2 separate regions of the Sus scrofa genome follow, and region 2 is linked to region 1. The links are chromatin contacts, called in public targeted proximity ligation maps. All regions are on one chromosome and are shown on one strand. The core of a region is the stretch at or near the end of the contact, and the rest is flanking DNA. Distances in the headings are between cores, read along the strand shown.

Region 1 (3,251 bases), core at 97-2,596:
CTGCAAGGCAGTGGCCCGTGATACACAAGGCTACATTCTCCCTTTTCCACATGGAGAGGGAAATTAAATGTGCCCCTTTTCCAGTCATGGAATGAAAGTCCTCCTTCAATCTGATTATTCAAAGTTATGGGAAGACTGGCTTAGCTCTGGGCTCTCAAAGCAGTCACTAGAAAATGGCATGGAATTCAGCAAACCATTGTCCTCTTTGGAGCTGAATTCAAACCTCGCTAATGCCACATACTGGGGGAGAATGGAAGAGGTGTCAAAAGCAGCATCCTCCTACTAACTATGGTTAAGGAGAGAAAAGTCTGGTGAATCTTTAGCATACGCAGAGGCCAGGAAGATGACTGTATTTCAACAGTTTATTACTGGAAACTGAAGTGCATTCGTACGTTCTTTTACTCGATTAGTTTGTTCAGTGTTTTCTTCCTTCACATGAAATACATTTTTAGAGTGTCCGGAGTTTTTCATTTTCCTGTTTTTTAACTAAAATCCACTTTGATTACCCAATGCCATTTTGGCTTCATGGTTATCTCTATTAATTGTTGAATGTCTGCATTAGCTATCTTAATTTAAAAAACAAATATCTCAATGTCCTACCAGCTGTTAACAGCTTACTTACTGGATGTGTTTTTTCAAAACTTTTTTTTTTTTTAAGCTTTCTATTTAGTGAGGAAAGCGGTTTCTGTTTTTCATCCTGCTCTTTTCCAATGTCAATAAATATGAACATTTATTGTTCATATTTAGTTCCCATCATGGCTCAGTAGTAACAAACCTGACTAGTATCCATGAGGACACGGGTTTGATCCCTGGACTTGCTCAGAGGGTTAAGGATCCAATGTTGCCGTGAGCTGTGGTGTAGGTCGCAGATGCTGCTCGGATCTGGCGTTGCTGTGGCTGTGGTGTAGGTCCAAGGCTACAGCTCCAATTTGACCCCTAGTCTGGGAACTTCCATATACCACAGGTGCGGCCCTAAAAAGACCAAAAAAATGTGATTAATTCATTGCTTTGATTTCTCAAGAAAATTGAGAAGGAAAATTGTATCCATGGAGAAACTAAATAAATGATAGAATCAAAAAATAAAAATTTACTCTTCATGTGGAGAATTAGCCTTTTCCATACCCAGTCCAACCCCCCCTCCTTAACCATCAAAGAGCACAGATGTGCACATGCACGCATGCACACACAGAGACTCTAGGAAGGAGAATAGAATGTTTCCTTAGAAAAAAAACAAAGTTTTGATTCTCTAAACTCTGGGCATGGCATTTTGCTGGGTGTATTAGTATACAGTTCTTCATTGGCAGAAAATGGTGTGAACCATCCGACCAGCCTGAACCACCCCTTTTGATGTGTGTGATTCCATGGCTGAAGTCCTAGGGTTACAAGGTTGGGGAGTTAGAGGAAGAGATCAAATATCTCAATAGTTTCTCTTTCCTATTAAATGCCTTTAGAAAATCATTGCTATTTTATACAGCCTGTAACCTTCGCCCCACAAAGACCTCAGATAAATGCCCTAGAGCTTATTTTTTAACTTTTATTCTCCTATGACTGTTGAATTGTTATCAATAATCAGTTCTCGCTGTTCCCCTTGAATAATCCTTCTGTTTCTAAAAAAGAATATTTACTAATAACAAGGTCAAAGGGTGCCAGGTTTCTGGTTTCCAGCTGGGTGCTATGACTCTCTCATTCCATTTTCTGCTATTTATGTTCCAGCCTTGACCCAGGCTTATATATCAGGGGAGGGAGTCATCTCAACTTTCTCACATCTCGATTGTGAAAGAGGCAGACTAAAGAGGCAGACTTAGTCATGAGATTCTTTCTGTAGGAATCCAGACAGGTTACTACTGCCACGGAAGAAACACAGAGCTATGGTTTCCAGAAGAGGATTCCAATGTGCTAATCTTTCTTCTCCCTTAACAGGAAGGAACATTTTCTCCAACGGTTACTATCACACTAGCTTGGAGAGAATTTCCTGCTTCCTCATCTCAAGTGTGCAGACTCACTAATCATAGAATTGAATGCCCTCACAGAGGCAAAATCAGGCTAAGACAAGTCTACCAGTATGTGTCAAATGACATGACTTTACCTTAACAGACAGTCTGGTATTTCACAGAAGCAATCTAGGACATATCCTGCAGGGGTCTGTTGTAAGTGTTGAATGAGCTAATTTCTGTGAAGCCCTTAGAATAAAGCCTGGCATACAGTGAGTGCTCAACTATTATTATTATGACATAAAGTAGCCTGGTCTGGAAAGCATGAAATCTGACTCTTCTACAGTCTACTTGTGTGATGTTAGAAGAGTCACTCAAGTTCTCTGAGCCTCAACTCCTGATCTAGAAAATGGGAATAGGGAGTTCCCTTTGTGGCTCAGTGGGTTAAGGACCCATCTAGTATTCATGAGGATGTGGGTTCGATCCCTGGCCTTGCTCAGTGGATTAAAGATCTGGCATTGCCATGAGCTGTGGTGTAGGTCACAGATGTTGCTTGGATCCTGCGTTGGTGTGGCTGTGGCGTAGGCCGGCAGGTGCAGCTCTGATTCCACCCCTAGCCTGGAAACTTTCATATGCTGCAGGTGCAGCCCCAAAAAGCAAGAAAAAAAGGTGGGGGAATAATTGCATCTCTCACACAGGTTTTTCAAGGGCTGATGTAATCAAGAGTAGTAAAGGTTTTAGAACTCTTCATGAGCTGTGAAGTGACTTGGTACAAATCTTAATGATCACTGCAAACATGATGGCAGGGACCTTGTTTAGAATCTGCCAAGTGCCCATTATCAGAGTAAGCTCTGAGCAATATCTGCTACATGGATTACAGTTTCCCCAGCAGTGTCACTCAGTAAACACCATTCTCATCCCCTTTCACTCAATTTGTCCTTCCTTGAATTATTTTTCATTCATTTAATCAAGGCCAATACTTGGCTGATAATGTCAGTAAGAGTTGTGCCTATTGGTAAATAGCAACTACTCAAGATTTTATTTATTTGAGTACTTATTTTGTATTCACTACTAGAATATCAATAATTGTATATGGCATGTTATAAACTTTCAAAAACAATTTCTGATATCTTATTTAATCCTCACTATGACCCTCTGAGATACATATTTTGTTATTATCCTTACTTTACAGATGAGGGAACTGACTGAATAAAACTAAGCCCAAGAACAAAATGGCTCCTGATTGCCTGCAGAATAAAGTTGAAATCAATTCACAGGGTAGCCTCATGGCTAAAAGCACACCCTGTAAAACCAGACTGC
Region 2 (2,811 bases), core at 247-2,746, 200 kb after region 1:
GCTGCAGCTGCTGGCCACAGCAATGCCAGATCTGAGCTGCATCTGTGATCTATTCCACGGCTTGTGGCAACAGTGGATCCTTAACACCCTGAGAGAGGCCAGGGATCAAACCTGCATCCTCATGGATACTAGTCTGGTTCTTAACCTGCTGAGCCACAATGGGAACTCCTCCATAGCACATTACCTCTTGCAAAACTGAAACTCTATGCCCATTAAACAATAACTCCCCATTTCTGTTAACTCATGTTCTGCAAGAGCCTACCACATGGTACTTAATACATTTTTGCTGACTTTATAAATAAATGCCTTTCGCAAAACTTCAGATGCCATCTCTACAGGGAATATTGCCAAATTTATAATTCAAGTAGGCTCTATTTCACGTTCCCTCAGTTCTGTCCAAATTATGCTCTGCTCTGTACACTAACTGTTTGCGCTGTGCCTCTTGCATCTTTATAATTCGCCAGTGTCATTAACATTTTTCTCTTAGACATAGCAAATGTTTACTAAAAGTCTAATGAGCGAATAAATGACTTAATACCAGAGTCATGAGTGTTGGGGCTCCCACTACCTCAAAACCCAGCTACCCTTTTTCGCACCTCCTGCCTAGCGCCACATCTGCTCGAGTGTGTTCAAGACGAGATGTTCTCGATAAGAAGGAGACAGGCCACCAGCTGGGAAACACACAGAACCGTATTCTTAATACTGTCAAAACCATGGTTTCCCATGATATGTTGACGGCCTTACTTTCTTTTCTGTTTGTTTGTTTTTAAGTTTTATTGAAGTCGAGCTGATTTACAAAGTTGTGATCATTCCTGCTGTACAGCAAAGCGAGTCAGTTATACATGCGCACACATCCATTCTCTTTCAGATTCTTTTTCCATATAAATTGTCACAGAATATGGGGTAAATTTCTCCGTACCGTACAGCAGGTCCTCGTTGATGGCCTTATTTAGGTGCCAGTGCTTTGGGAGGCAGCAGCTGAGAAAAGATGGAAAGTAAGGAAGAACTGAGCCAGTATATCTCCATGGGGAACTGGGGATTAAAAACAAAAATCAAACAACAACAACAAAAACAGGCTTCCAGGAATTCTAACGGCTCAAGAATCTACTGGTCCTCTGGAGAAAAAAAAAAAATCAAAATGGAAAAAGTAGAAAACCATAATGACCACTCTCTTGCCCAAAAAGAAACGGGAAGAGGGACCACCCCACCGAAAGTAGGGAAAAGATCAAGATGTTTAGACTCCATCCTGTAATAACCATTCATAGCAGCGAGGAAGAAAATCTGGGGGGAAGACACATGATTTTGTCACTCACATTTATTTCCTCTTAGACCCTAGGAAATGCTCCAGAGTCTTTGGCAGAAGTGCCTGTGAATTAGAGTCAGGCTAACATTGGGATCGTAGAAGGGAGCTGCGCGCAGTGGTGAAAAGGGATCCCCTCCAGACCTCTGAGACAAGGAAGGGGTGACAGCTGCAGTGACAGGACAGGTGGATGGACCAGAGCCAGCAGCAGGCTGGAGAATGAGAGCTGGCAGCATGGACAGATGCTTCCTGGCCACTGTGGAGAGGACAGGAGCAAGGAGATATGGGGAGGCTGAGAGGTCCAGGGGCTTAAATAGGTGGAAACCTGGAGGCCCTCATTTATCTCTCCTGCCCTGCAGGGCTGTTGTTCCAAGAAAAGAGGAAGCACAGTTAGATCAACTCAGTTGAATGGTCTGTTCTTTGAATTGAAGTTTCAGCCACAAAGTGGGTCATGGGAGGTCTGTGTGTCCTAACTCAGAGAGAGCTCGTTTGCCATACTTTTACATGGGATGAATCTTTTCATTCAACCGAGGGTTAAACCTCTCCATACAACTAGATCTGAGAAGTTGAAACTGACTTCCGAGGGCTGTGCAACCAAGTGGCATGGTCTCGTCCACATCCCAGAACCACGTTTCTCATTCAGGGCCTCTATTTTTAAAAGCTTCTCTTTGGACACCTAGATGAGAAGCTGTAGGACTTGGGGGGGAAAAGAGTCGGAGGCTCTCTGGTGATAGAAAAATGTTTTGACTCTCATAAGCTCCATCGGCTGGCCTCAGCCCAAATTCAGGAGCAGCATACAAAGATTTAGAACCCGCACGACATGAAAACACACATCAGGAAACTCATCCAGCACCTCTTCTCATTGGCTTCAAACTTTCTGAAAAATTGCCACATCTTCTTACCTGGCATTTGGTGGCACATCTTCTAATTACTTACTGAGCCATGGCTCTGGGTACTTTTTTCCTAGTGTTTCTCCCTTCGCTCTGCAAGGAGCAGCCTGTTATACTGGGGTAGGAGGGAGAACACCAGCCAGGCCCGCGGTCTCCTTCCAGTGAAGGAAATCAGACACCAGAGCAACTTGATGCAGGCGAGTACCTTATCATGCGATGCAGGATGAAAAAAGCCGAAATTCAGTTTTACTCAATAATTGCATTCCACACCACACTCCCTCCAGGGCCTTTGATGCTGAAGAATCCATCTGAATTTCTAAAGGCTGAAAGAAAGTCTTAAAAGAGGAGGTTAGAGATGAGGAATGTTATTAACATCGGTGGGGATGTCAACAGAAACAAAAGGCAAAGGACCCAACTGACAATAGGGAAAAAATGTTTTCAGTGTTTTCAGACGGTGTGTCTGCTTGGTCCCACTTGTTGAAATTTGCATTAACTTAGCACATCAATGAATGATGGGGTGGGTGTCCCATTTGGTTGTCTTTCTAAGAGCCATTCTTTCTTCTTTTTGTTTCAAGAATCCTGGTTTATGGCCAACTATAGAGGATGAATCATAGTCTAAAC

Evidence for each region.
Region 2: a contact with region 1 is called in a targeted proximity ligation map of skeletal muscle. A contact is called at or near these places in 1 of 47 Hi-C or Micro-C datasets (skeletal muscle) and 2 of 2 datasets of targeted methods (alveolar macrophages and skeletal muscle).

What each region holds. Positions count from the first base shown.
Region 1 is chr5:92,716,270-92,719,520 of Sscrofa11.1, forward strand. No RefSeq gene overlaps it. Among named protein-coding and RNA genes, the nearest start is that of ATP2B1, 220 kb to the right of the region's middle.
Region 2 is chr5:92,912,740-92,915,550 of Sscrofa11.1, forward strand. No RefSeq gene overlaps it. Among named protein-coding and RNA genes, the nearest start is that of ATP2B1, 22 kb to the right of the region's middle.